2 separate regions of the Mus musculus genome follow, and region 2 is linked to region 1. A link is a contact called in public HiChIP or PLAC-seq data. All regions are on one chromosome and are shown on one strand. The core of a region is the stretch at or near the end of the contact, and the rest is flanking DNA. Distances in the headings are between cores, read along the strand shown. Region 1 has its middle 48 kb from the start of Gm25633. Region 2 has its middle 33 kb from the start of Gm38579.

Evidence for each region. HiChIP or PLAC-seq counts read pairs in DNA pulled down with a chosen protein or histone mark.
Region 2: a contact with region 1 is called in an H3K4me3 HiChIP or PLAC-seq map of embryonic midbrain, with 4 times the contacts expected there. The contact joins two enhancer-like sites. A contact is called at or near these places in 1 of 15 datasets of contacts at CTCF or cohesin (the NIH/3T3 cell line), 1 of 484 Hi-C or Micro-C datasets (the N1E-115 cell line) and 1 of 115 datasets of contacts at active chromatin or transcription factors (embryonic midbrain).

What each region holds. Positions count from the first base shown.
Region 1 is chr9:49,870,478-49,877,516 of GRCm38.p6, reverse strand. No RefSeq gene overlaps it. Among named protein-coding and RNA genes, the nearest start is that of Gm25633, 48 kb to the right of the region's middle. Within about 2 kb of position 3,741, at least 114 of the 459 cell types and tissues checked have an H3K27ac peak or open chromatin away from gene starts, as enhancers often do.
Region 2 is chr9:50,421,662-50,428,700 of GRCm38.p6, reverse strand. No RefSeq gene overlaps it. Among named protein-coding and RNA genes, the nearest start is that of Gm38579, 33 kb to the right of the region's middle. Within about 2 kb of position 2,445, at least 8 of the 459 cell types and tissues checked have an H3K27ac peak or open chromatin away from gene starts, as enhancers often do.

The DNA.
Region 1 (7,039 bases), core at 2,492-4,991:
TGCCAGCACCAGAACTCAGCAGCTTTGGTGATTTAGCTCTGGCTTTAGAGTCAAGAATAGAAGAGACTACTGGGACAATTGATGCTGGTTAGCTGGAGCTAAGAAATTAGCAATGATTAGGAAGAGACCAGAATCACTGAGCTGCAATCTGGGAAGTGTTTTCTAAGAACATAAAGAATTCATGCTCCAGAGATAGCTAAGGTTTTACCTTGTGCTGCAGCTGGACTTGGTAATGTGTAAGAGTCACCTAGGTGATACTGGTTTTGAAGGCATGAGGGGTCATGAAGAACAGCTGAGGCTTGGCACTGTGAGAGGCCAGGGAAAACGATTGGTGAAGGGGCAGCCTCAGGTTCAACTGGGCCTAGGACTAAGGGGTCATGCAAAGAAGTTGAAGCTTGGTACCATAAAGGGAGCCTATGAGAGGCTATTGATGAAGCCTAATTGCAGCAGAAGACTCCAGTGTATTGGAGACGCCAGTATCAAGATGATCACCAAGAATAGCATCAGCAATGGAGTGGAATCAACCAGACCTTGGAGTGCTACAGAGGACAGAGCAGGAAATATGACCCAAGCCCTTTGGAGGAACCCAGAAGATCACACATCATGTATAGATCCCAGACACTGGAACAAGAAGCTGTGAAGCTGAAGTTGCCTAGGATACCCCAAGATGTTAGAAATGCCAGACTCATGGGATACCTGCTGAGGAAAGCTGCTAATAGGGAATGGAACCAGCCCAAGAGAAAGAAGTTTATTGCAATCATCAATGCTGAAAAGAATTGGACATCAGACATGGAGATACAAAGTTTGGAGTTTGCCTAACTGGTTTTTGTTCTTGGTTTTGTTCAGGATTTTCTCACTACATCGTTTAAAGTAGTAATGTATATACTGTGATGTTGGATGTATGTGATCTACTTTTTAAATTTATAGGGGTATTACAGTTAAGAGATTGAATGAATCTCAGAAGAGACTTTAAAATTTGGACTTTAAACATTATTGAGACTGTTTGAAACTATGGGACTTTTGAAGTTCAACTAAATGTATTTAGGATTATGCTATGCCTAACTAGGTATGGCCCCCATAGATTCGTGTGTTTGAACAAGCCTATGGGGGCAAGGGAGTAGAATGTGGTGGTTTGAATATGTTTGGCCCATAGGGAATGGCATTGTTAGGAAGTGTAGTCTTGTTTGGATGAAGTATGTCACTGTGGGGGTGGGCTTTGAAGCTCTGCCCAATGTGGAAAAGTCAGTTTTCTTCTGTTTGCTTTCAGAACAAGATGTAGAGCTCTCGGTTTCTCCAGCACCATGCCTGCCTGGATGCTGCCATGCTTCCTGCCTTGATGATGAGCCCCAATTAAATATTGTCCTTTATAAGAGTTGCTTTGGACATGATGTCTTTTCATAACAATGAAATCAAAAGTAAGACACATATACAGGCTTATGGAGGCCAGAGGTTGACATCTGGTTTCTTCTTTAACTGTTCCTACCTTATATACTCAGGCTTGGGTCTCTCACTTGAACTCAGAGCTCACCAATTTATGTAGTCTGATTATCCAGCTTGTGCAAAAGGATTCCCTGTGTCTGCTTCCTGCACTGGGATCACAGGCCGGCTACTCATACCTACCAAAGATTTACCTGGGTACTGAGGATCCAGATCCTCCTTCCTCCAGTTCTTATGTTTGGTTGGCAAGCATTTTACTTGTTCAGCCATCTTCCCAGCCCCACCAGACCTGATTTTTGAGACGGCATCACTGATTACCTAGGTTGGATGTCCTATAAACTTCCTGGATCTGCCTGTCTCCATCCTCTGGGAGCTAAAGTTCCAGATGTGTACCACCATGCCAAGCTTGCTCAGCAGGCTCTTTATAGACTAAGCCATCACCCCAGCACAGATTTCTGATGCTTTAAATCACTCCTGTATGACTCCTGTGTGATGATGTTTGAGACCTAGGCAATCAGAGTGAGCAAGTCTTTAGTGGTCACCTGGATTAGTCACTGGTAAAAGCTCAAGTTCAGTCCAAGAGCACAAAACACACAGGTCTCAGAAGGATCATTCAAGTTACTACAGCACAAAAGGTTCAAGAGACACATCCCTACATCCCTGCCTCCCATGGGATCTCCATCGTCAACTGACAGTCAGTAGAGACTCCTTGTCCCTTAGGATAGACAAGTGTGAACCCCAACTGAGAAGGATGTTCCTGGGAACTTGAAGGAAATGTATTGAAGCCTTCTTTCATTGTCCCCTTCCACTCTTGGCTAACAGCCATGGCTCCTGTCATCTAGAGGGTGCTTACTGGCTACTAGGGTCATGTGAAACTCTTTGTTAAGGATGTTTCCCATGAGTAAGTAAGGCCTGTAGCTTCTGTCACTCATAACAGGTACCTCCACTGGTATGCAGAGACCCAACTTGCAATGGTTAGAGATGACTCATGAGGAATGACTGGGATCAAGTCCAAGGTCAGGCCACCATCGGACATATCTGTTTATTCAGCCTAGTTATTTGGTCCCCCCCCCCCCGAAAAGCAGTTTTACTATTTATATTTTTAAACTCAGTGCCATTTTGACCAGACTGAAATGAACACATGGGAAGTCTACCTGGCACAACAGGAGATCAAGAATGGACCAGGAAAGTGTCAAGGACATGAAGCCTGGCATAAATGTTGAAGTGGGTCGCTCGGGGAAAGTCCCTTGGAGAAAATGGCCAATGAGTGGGCTCAGCTTTCCAGGCCTCTGCCAGAGTGTAAAAGCAAAGAAAGAAGGTATGCCCTGCCAGCCATTATCCTCACCTAGAACCACAGATGTTACTTACTGAGTCCTGTCCAGATCAGAAGCCTCCCAGGGAGCAGATGCATGCCCAGTGAGCACAAGGAATAAGTTTCTGAGACAAGTCAGAAAAGAAGGACTGGGTGATGATTTTCCACTCTGTGGAATTAAGCTTGTGGAATGCCTTGAGTGCATTAATACACAGCTCTTTCCCCAAATCCACAGTGGTATACCCGCACCTCAGCTATTGGGTCTGTAAGTCCCCTAGGTGTATAGCAACCTCTTCAATATTGATCAAGCCACTGAATGCCCCAATGGACATTTCTTGTAAAATGTGAGACAAAAATTAATTAACTCATTAATTAATTAATAATACAGTTTTGAAAACATAATTATAATGATAATGATTACCATTTTGCAGACTTCCCAATATTGCTGGGGCTGCTAGAATAGCAGGGAGCACGCCAAGACCGCTAAGGATGGGTAGCCTCGCCTCCTTGCTAATCCTTTCTGATTTGGCAGACCAGGTGAAAAGCTACAGTTTTAACTTGCAGGAAAAAGAAAGCACGGGTCCAATCCTGAGAGGGAGAAAGAATCCAAAGCAGAAGAGAAACAGAGAGGGCCCGGGGTGTAGATGGTTTGATTTTCTGCCCCCAGTTAAAAGGGTTAAGACCAGAAAGCAGCAATATCAATAGTTGTTTTGTTTGCCCGACAGAGAAAGATTGTGTTAGACCCCTACTGACCCGCAGCTAATCCCCTTCCTGCGGGTCTGGAGAAGAGCCGGGTGCTCTGGGCTGTGTGTAGTTTCTGCACCTTGAGGCTGAAGCAAACAGACTTGACAAGCAAGCTCAGCAACCACAGACTCTGCTCATCCACCCAGAAAGCTGGCAGGAACCGCCTGAAGGGAAGGGATTCATTCTCCTCCTTTACTGCCTGGAGAGCCAATCACGGGGGTATATTCAGCCAGCAAGCCAGCCAATCATATCATTTGACAAGACAAGGACCAATCATCTTGCTTCGTCCATCTAGGCCACTGCATCTCTAACCTCCTCCCTCTGAGGGCTGTTTCCCATCATTGCCAGGGCCCTGGAGAGGAAGGGAGCTGAAAGCCCCAAGACAGGGCAGTGTGTAAGCAGGAGAGCTACTGGTGGGAAACACCCTGAGCAAAGCCCACTCATCAAGTCACTCTTTGTTTACTGGGCACCATCCCTGTCTCAGGCCCTGCAAATGTGAAAGGCAGGATGATGTTTAAAGCCTAGTTGAGATAGAGTTGGTAATCCCAGCACCTTTACACAGGCACCAGGGAGAGCAGGGGCGGGGGGTGGGGGGGGAGGGAGACTATGAAATCAAAAGGCTCCTTAAAATAGGCACCAGGAGCCTATGGGGATATATCAGGAAACCCTCCAAGAGATGATATAACAACAGTCAGGCCTGTCATAGCCCCCAAGATCTCTCGAATACGCCTAACTGATTGCTAGGCCCGCTGTACTAAAATGGCTCATAGTGGTATCCTCAACCACTGGTATGTATCCTCTCAAACAACTGGAAGCCAAAAAAATTGAGATCCAGATGTGGGCTGCTTTCCTCTGTGGCCTCTTGAGAAGTCATTTCCTGGTCTCCTCTCTGTAATTATATCTTTGTCCAAATTCGCTTGACTTGTAAGGACACTAGTCACATTGGGTTAGAACTCCCTCTAATGGCCTCATTTACCCCTATAAAGACTATTATCAGTCATATTCTGAAAGGTAGGAGTTAGACAGACTGTGAGTATATAAACTGAACAGGACACAGTTAAGCGCTGACATAATTTTTACATTGGTTTGAAAATGTGATCTAACTACTGACCCCATCCCCCAAGAACACTATGACCAAGGTCTTTCTGTCCTCTGAGTCTTGGGTGCTAAGTGACTCAGACAGGCTCCAGTCAGAGAGAATGGATGAAGAAGCTCAGGTCCATTTGCAGAAACAAGTCCATCCCTACCCCCATCTCTTCCTCCAAAAGCTGCCCATCACTTAAAGACTCGGCATCCCACTTTCACTGCTCACTGGCCCTGCATAGGGGGTATCTCATGTCATTTTTCTCTGTGATAGGTACTGATGTTGCGTTAGACTTAGTGGGAGGGGACAGGAAGTGAGTAAGAGGAGATGGGGAAGGGGAGGAGAGAAGCAGAAGAGGAAGTGAACGCCATTGGTCTGGTCCTTACCAGTCAGCCTGAGTTCCCCGAGAAAAGTTCCCAGTATCCCCAGTCTGCAGTCACAGGGTAAAGAAGTGCTCAGTGACTTTCAGGTGACACCGTAGGATGTGGGTGATGTGCAGAGAGCAGGGAAGAGACATGCTCTGAGTTCCATGCTCCGCAGCTCAGTAAGACTGACCAGACATTCACTACATACCAGGCACAGGCACCATGTCAGGAGCCAAAGACAGATGAATGAGCTACAGTCTGCTCTTCATGGATCTAACAGTCTCCTGGAGGAGACCATGTGCACAGTCCACCTCAGGACAAGTTATGCCCATGAAGTTCATGGAACAGAGAACAAAGACAGCTGGCCCAACATGGGGTTTAGAGGAGCCTATGTATGGTAGGAGTCACTGTCTGCCCAGGATCTTGAGGGGCTGAGGAAACTGAGGAGAGGAAGGTGTCCTAGCATGGGGTTGGCATGGACAAGACAATGAGAGCCTGGAGCATTGAATCCGTGAGAAGCTTGGAGCAGGTCAGTCATCCTGGTACCCAACTACAGTGTGAGGGAGAGAGTGGCAAGAAGAAGAAGAACAGGTAACCCGCAGAAGAGAGCGCAGAGCCAGCTCATGGAACATGTGAAGTGACTTGAACACTCTGTGGCATTGTATTTCACACGACTCAAATAGGCACTGAGCTCTTTAGTGTTGCCAGAGATGAAGACAGTAACTGACCAAGCAGGGAACTCATTGGGGACTCAGTTCTTACCTCATGCTTTGGGGCCCCAATGAAAAACATCCTGCAACGGTTAAAAAGTACCCATTGCTTTGTCCAATGAAGAGTCTACGGAGAGTATTAAGCAAGATATGAGATGGTACTAATGTTCCATCTGAACCTCAGGGGTACCAATCTGGAGCCAAGGACCCGTGTGGGACATAACTGAAACATTTCAGGAAGAGAAATTAAAAAAGAAGTTGAGAGACAGAAGAAAGCATTAGGAAGATGACTTGTGGACTGGCTATTGATACAGTGTGAAGGAAGGATCTACAAACAGTAGTGCATCTAGGACTTGGATGCCTGGATGCATGCTGGTGGCTTTACTACAGAAAGGAATCAGATGCATGCCAGGGTGGACAGATGAGGAATGGGCTGTTGGCCATGTGGAATCTTGGGTGCTAGTAGATCAGCCGTACAGAGATTCTCAGGGGACCGTTTGACCAAGTCTGATTGAGCACAAACAGCCAGACCCAGGGTCTTAATATTGCAAATAGATTTCAGAAAATGTACCTTTATATTTTAAAGTGTGCCCATAAAGACTTCGGGGCTCTCTATACTGTCTTATCTCCTTTTTCATCTGGCCTGTCCTTGAAATCAGAATAGACTGGTGCATCCTTCCCATAAACATTCTCTCCCACAGGCTTCATTGTATCGCTGTCCTCTTGATGCCTCAGGAGATGGAGAGACATAAGTGGTGTCTTCCACATGGGTACACACACATAAAATGTAACGAGAGGCCTTGCACATGGCAGACTGACCCTCCATTTCTGCTAATGTCGTCTCCCACACTCCTTTTGCCCTGATGTTACCCCTCAGACTCAGTACTACTTCCATTTGATCCATGAATCTTTCTCTGTCCTGCTCCCATTTGGAGATAGTCAAATGTAGTTTATTTGTGAAGAACGCATTTGAGAGATGTGTGAGGGATAGTTAAGTCTCATAAAATTGCATGCAGCCATGCTTGTCCCCAGATAAAGGGAGTGACAACCCAGGAGCGTCCTTTGAACCTCATGCCAAGTAGTCTCAGAGTCAAGTGCCAACTCCCTCAGGGTTCAGGGCATCTCTGTTCAGGAAAAAGCCCTGGACTCCAACAGGGTAGCTAACTCAGGATCCGTTTCTAACTCTCTGGTTTCTTTTCACATCTCCCTGTTGCTGGGTTTCTACTGCACACACGGGCTCAGCTTGCTTTACTCCTGGATTATTTTTAGTCTGCCTCTTCTCCTGGGTGGATTCAAATTCTCCAGCCCTGAACAAATGCTTAGCAACAAAGTCCCAGAGGCCAGGGCCAGTTTCTGTTTCTCCAAGTAACATCTCCTTCTACAGAGC
Region 2 (7,039 bases), core at 1,196-3,695, 550 kb before region 1:
AGTTGGATTCACTTATAAAGACAACACAATTATCAACAAAAACAAACGAACTTTCATTGGCAGTGGTGTAGCATCTTGCGTATCCCAAAAGCTGTTTGCTTGATTCTTTTCGTAGCTTTGGTTCTGTTTGGTACAGCTTAGTCAGCTGTTAAGTACACAGTGTTGACTGTCACATACACATGGCTGTGTTTACAGTTTGGGTGGCAGTATCTCAACTGATGGTGGATCGTTCTATCCGATTCATTCTCATCTTTCAGAGCGAATGGTCCCCTGGTGGCTGAACACCACCTCCTAAATTTGATCCGAACTTCAGCTCTGTCTCCTTCTCTTTAGACTGAGGATGTGTGGTATCCCTCCCCCCCCTCCCCCACGCCAGTGATTCTCATTTCTACTCAGGGCCCCACTTTTCTCCATGAGTGACTCAGCATTTTATCACCTGACATTTTAAGAGAACCACTTTGCTATTAAACTGAAGCCATATATTAAAGCTAAACCCTGAAGCAAGCATGGGTCCAACAAAGGTTAGACAAAGATAAGACAGTTTGTCACGCCTCCTGACCTGTGGTACAGGGAAGAAATGAAATGAGGCTTTGGAACTGGATGGGGCCTCTGACTTCCAAAACATTTTCCTGTTTTTGTTTTGTTTTGTTTTAAGACAATGACCCACTCTGTAGCCCAGGCTGTCCTGAACTTCCTATGCAGCCCAGGCTAGCCTTGCACACAAAGCATTTCTCTTGTCTCCTTCCCCTCCTGACTTTGTATTCTGCCCTGGAGAAGCATCCAGATTCATCCAGACCCTCTCTGTTGGTTGCATTTACAGACTAGAACATTCTGTGCTCGGACTTAGGGCCCTGGGCAGAATATTTAAGGTAGGCTTAAAACCTGAACTTCCAAATTGGGAACATTGTAAATCTGAAGTGAGTTGTTATTGATTTTTGTCTCATACTGAGGAAGAATGGATGGGCTCAGGAAGAAAGGCTTCCTGCCTGAGCATCTAGCAGCAGCCTGTCAATCGAGCCGCAGTCCTTCCTCCATCATTTATTTCTGGCTCACAGAAGTGCAGAGGCTTTCTCCACCCCAGAAGGCTGGCCAGAAAAGCAGCAGCGGCTGTCTCAGCCCCAGCCTTTTCTGTCTATGTCTATCAACACAGAAGGAGTGACCAGGGGCACTTTCTTTCTCTAGCCTTGCTGTGTCTTGTTCTTTCTGAGAATGGGAGGGAGGCAGAGGGACCCAGGGATGGGAGAGCTGCAGCTGCAGAGTGGGAGGGTGGGGCAAGCTGATGCAGCCACTTCCTTCTCTGTCCCTTCCCAGGGCCACCTCAGCCCTGTTATTTTGGGAACTCTAAGGAGGGCCTAGCTACCCTGCAGATTCCGCTCACCTCTCCCACCCTATCACAAACTTGTTTGCTCTTAACAAGCAGTCCTAATTAAAGTTGACATCACCCACAGCCCTTGGACCATAGGCTTGTAGAATATTACATACAGAGATAAAGTTAAGATCATCTTTCCATCAATTCATCCACACCTCTCTCCATCTAACCCTCCATCTATTCATCCATCTTTCTCTCCATCTCCCTATCCCTCCCTTTATCCCTTCATCTCTCCCTCCATCCACTCCTCCCTCTCTTCATCCCTCCCTCCCTCTCTCCCTCCCTCCATCCCTCTACCCATCCCTCCCTCCCTCTATCCCCCCTTTCCTCTATCCCTCCATCCCTCCCTTCCTTCATCCATCCATCCATCCATCCATCCATCCAACAGTCACCTACTGATGACCCTTTTAAGCCAGGTGTCTTAGTCAGGGTTTCTATTCCTGCACAAACATCATGACCAAGAAGCAAGTTGGGGAGGAAAGGGTTTATTCAGCCTATACATCCATACTGCTGTTCATCACCAAAGGAAGTCAGGACTGGAACTCAAGCAGGTCAGAAAGCAGGAGCTGATGTAGAAGCCATGGAGGGATATTCTTACTGGCTTGCTTCCACTGGCTTGCTCAGCTTGCTTTCTTATAGAACCCAAGACTACCAGCCCAGAGATGGTACCACCCACAAGGGGCCTTTCCCCCTTGATCACTAATTGAGAAAATGCCTTGCAGCTGGATCTCAGGGAGGCATTTCCTCAACTGATGCTCCTTTCTCTGTGATAACTCCAGCTGTGTCAAGTTGACAAAAAATTAGCCAGTACACCAGGTTAGGTGTTACGTTCAGCACCTATCACTGTGGTGCCTCCAATAGCTCCCTGCCTAGGCCAGTCTGCTGTTTCAGACAGTGGACAGCTTTTGGGGATGGCTCTGGTTTCATTATGTTCCTCTGGAGTGTAGGGACTTCATGCCTACATCTATCTCTCCTGGCACCACGTGGTCATCACCTGCACAAATCAGTACTTACCAGCAGACTGTTAGACTGCACAGCCCTGGTATCTGGCATATGAGATGCGTTGACTGACCCCTGGTGGCAAGGCAGTGCTACCCAGAGGAAACAAATCCCTGTTTGCCACTCTGAAGAAGTGTCAAGTGCAGTAATTTCCCAACAGTGACAAGAGCATCTAGGGGGAACAGACTGCAAAAGCAAACACAGTGGTGTCTATGAGGGTCGGTGAGGTGCAGTGTAGATGCCACTGGAGGGAGAGGGTACAGGAGGGGAGAGGGTGTGGGAGAGGGAGAGGCTGGGAAGGTTTCATAAGTGGGGAAATTCCAGCTGTTACCTGGAGTAGTGATGTCACCAGATTTGAAATTTAGGATTTCTATTCTCACCCCCCTCTCCTGTCCCCTCCCACCCCATCTCTTTCCTGGCAAGAACAATTTACTGTGTAACGTTTTTCAAGTTGGGGCTGGGACTGTTACTCTTTAGGTCCCTCACAGGATGGTGTGTCACGTGGGACAATAGAGCCCATAGGCACACGACATGACATTTCTCCTGTTTCATCTTGGTGCTTAGTCCCAGCCAAGGGATGAGCAGAGTAGGACGTGTGAATCAGAAAGGTCAGATCCGAAGGGTCAAGGATCAATTTAGTATCCTTGTGTTTGGAAAACCCCAGAGGGTGACCTTTGGCAGACACTGCCCAGGGGAGAGAGCAAACCTCAGGTTTTCTGTTGCCCCACAGTCTCTGCCTCGTTAGAGCGAGTTTGCAGGGTGCAGAGTTCCCTCTGTAAACCATGAAGATAGCGACTCCCCCAGTTCTCAAATGACTCCAAAGGCAGATAGACTGTAAGCCCCCACCCCACCCCCGGCCTCAGAAAGCCAGAGCTGAGTAAGGAGAGGAGAGGAAATGTATGTGACATGAAATGGGGTTTCCTTTTTATCATCCCAGATTCCCTACTGTGGGGCACCCTCCTTCCTCAGCTGTACATGCAGCCATGTTTTAGGATACAACTCAGAGGGATTCCAGCTCTCAGAAATACTGCACGATGCTGTTACCGCATAGATGTGCCCTTTCCAAAGGCACAAAACAGGAAGGTGACCTGCCGATTCAGAGGAAGGCAATAAACCACACATTCAATTAGGAATGACGTGCATTTAATCACAATTGTTTAATGGTATTTGAGATTTCTTATTTAATCAGTAATGAGACTACCTAGCAATTAATGTTCACGGAATCTCGTGCTGCCCTTACCAGCACAGTGTTGATTTTAAACTAATCTTTCTATTTTATATCCTCTCTCTATTTCTGCGGTTAATAAAGGTGCCATAATGAGTTGTATTAAAACATCAATTTCTTCCTTTGTTGAACCCACAAGTTTATCGTGGGTTTGAATCAAAATACTGAGGTGACTCTTAGGAATGTGGGTTTGGAGTATTCGGTGTTGCTTGGATAGAGGAGTCATGTGGGAGATGTCTTGGCTCATGGCCCATTAGTTCTTCCAGGGTTTTTTGGCTCCTACTGGAGGGGTCTGAAGACAAGGACCATTTCGTGGGTGAATGCTGAGGCCGTTTAGACCCTCAGCTCAGAAGGACTGAAGCTTGCTTTAATGCTCCCTATCTTGAAAGTCTGAGCATCTATTGAACCAGGAACATCCCTCCCCGCTTCTCATTTGGTATTGTTCCCAGCAAAGTTTAGCCTTTCCTGAGGATGGGTCAGAATGGGCCTCAGCTGAAGGAGAAGGTGGTCTGTGAGTGGCTTCCTCACATCCTCTTTGGAGCTGTGGGCAAGAAGCTGTGTGTGGAGCTAGAACCTGACCCTGGGTTTTCCTCATGATCTTTGTCCCTGAAGATCCATTTCTTGTGTGCTGGCATGGTCGGTTCTGTGTGTACCGGTATGGGAGTCCACGTGTGCAGGCACGGTGGAGATGCTTTAGAGAGGGGCAGATCTGTGCTTGTTGTTATGCCTGCTGTTTGTTCATGCCCTGCTCTCAGACAAATCACTTAAACACGGTTTGTTCCAGTTTGCTCATTTGCTAAGTTAAGGACAATATAGGCTGGGAGGCTGGTTTGAAAGTTAAAAATGAGCACATAGCATCTGGCCAAGCGCCTGACACTGGAAGAAGGGAAGGCATCCCTCTGTTCTCTTAAGAATGTCTGTTCAAATACATAGGCTGTCTTAGTCTTGCTGTCTTCTGCAGGGTCTCTTTGTGTAGCCCAGGCTGACCTTGAACTCAGTTCTCTCTCAGGTGCTGGAATTATAGGCATGAGACACCATGTCCAGTCAAAGTCGTCTTCCTTGACTATCTCACACGTATCCATCAAGGGGACAGCAAGGGTCAGTGACTGTTGCCGCACAGCACAATAGCCTAAAACTAGCGGCTTTAAGTAACATACACTACCAATGTCGCCATTTTGAAGTCAGGGATCTGGATGTGGTCTGGCTGGGTTTCTGGCTCAGGCTCTTTAATAAGACCACAGTCAAAGTGTCTCCTGGGGACATGGTCATCTCAAGTTCCCGCTGGTCCTAGGATGTACTTCCAAGTTCATTCACGTGGTCATTGGCAGGACTCGCTGCATCGGAGGCTGGAGGGCAACTGTAGTTTCTTGGTAGGTGAAGTGTGGACGTGGGAAGGGGAAGAGAGGGAGATGAGTGAACGTTGCTTTTGCTATTGTCTGTTCGTTATACGCTAGCCACCAGGTTCAGCCTACGCTCAAGGAGAGGAGGTCACACAAGTGGACAGATGTCAGGAGGCAAGGGTCAGGGACACGTCCTAAGAGATGTCTACTGTAGGCTCTGTGTGCTTCCACCACTGCCTGCCCATGCCCAGTAAGGGGTGTGGCACTGTTAGTTCCAGAGAAGCAGAGAAATACAACCCTGCCCCATGGCTGAAAGGTGAACTGGGACATTTGTGAACAGCCCTGATGATGCACGTGCTCCCATGGCATAGAGACTTGCTTAACTCATGAGAGGGTCTGCGGAGAGGTTTAACCAAGCACAGGTTGGTAAATCAAGTTGGGGTTTAAGAGCATAACCGACTTGAGGGAAACGGGCAAGCGTTGAATATGTTTGAGCAGGGGAGTTATTTGACTCGTGGTTCTTAAAATGACTATTATTAACTGACTTGTAAATTGAAAGGGAGAAATTCATATGCAAGGTTAAAATTAGGGGTCCAGAGGGATATGTAAATGAAAAAACAGACTTCTTTATCTTCCCTGAGACCGTTCTCTGAATTATTTTTTCACTTTCTTGGATATCTTGGAAATATTGAGGAACACACACACACACACACACACACACACACGAGAAAGATAGGGTGGCACATGAGTGACTTCCTTGTGTACTCCTTGGATAGCTCAGGGATATTGAATGTGTGTGTATGAGTGTGTGTGAATGTGTGTTTGTGTGTGTGTGTGTGTGTGAGTGTGTGTGTGAGTGTGTGTGTGAGTGTGTGTGTGTGTGTGCACTATATCTCTCCCTTCATCCTAAATCAATTATCTACATCTTTAGCACACATTATTCTGTATCCCTCTCTCTTTTTTCTTTTACTTTTCCATATATTTTAGTAATAATTTCATAGTACAGACAGATCTGTCTTATTGAAGGTTTTGAAAAGATTTAAGCTGGTGGTCCAGTGGAGCGGAGTGACTACAGCAGAGGAAGCCAGACGAGCTAAGAGACTCTGAATAATTCTGATTATTTTTATTCATTTATTCACCAAACATTGATTTAGGCCTTTGCTAGGCCCCGGCTTATCAAGTCACATAAGAAATGATCTCTGCTCTCAAGGAGCTCAAGGGAATGGAAACACGCAAACACATAAATCGTGGCACAATGGGTTTGGGTGATGTCATTGGGGTGGGGTGGGGTGACAAGTGTCTAGACGGGGATGTCTGTGTGAGATAAAAAGCACAGAGTAGTGGGGACCCTCTTTGGAAGGAGCATTAATGGGTGTCGTGTGGTGGAGGGCTGCTTCGGGCCCTCTAGAAACATCTGTCATTTATTTCACATGCTCATAGCAGCCCCACATACCGACAGGGGATCTGACAGAGACTGGTGTTAACCCACAGACTGAGTGGCTTGTGACACGAGTGGATTCCTTGTCATTTCTCAACCTTCGCCGATAGCATCTCCAACTCCCGCCTGGCTGTTGCACAAACATCGAGCAAGTTCTTGATTATGCGGGAAGATGAGCCTCTGATTCATATTTGATGCTCCACGTTATGAGGCAAGCTCCCCGGCCATCTGTTCTGAGGAGGAACGTGGTACATATTTTGATTATTTTATTTTTATCTTAATCAAGTGGCACGTTTCCATCTTGATGTTCCTTAACCTGAGCAGTCGCGGCTGGGAGGCGCAGGGCCGGAACAGATTGGCGAGGGAGGGAGGGAGGACGGAGGTGCCACCTGGTGCCAGGCTGGAGTCGGATGTGGGTAAACACTGCTCTGCGAAGCCCTTTCACCTCCTGCACAGGTGAAAGAGTTTCCAGCCCTCTGATGGTCACTGCAGGCTTAGAGCGCCAGCCTCCTGGGGCTTGTTACACAAAACAGGGCAGATGAAAGAGGTGGTCTGGACTGCTGGGAACAGCTGAGGGCCCTGAGCAGTCGCAGCTGGAGGACTAAGCATGTGTGAAGTGGAGACCTGCAGCTTCCCGAAGTGGCAATGAGAAGTAGCTATAGCCTGCT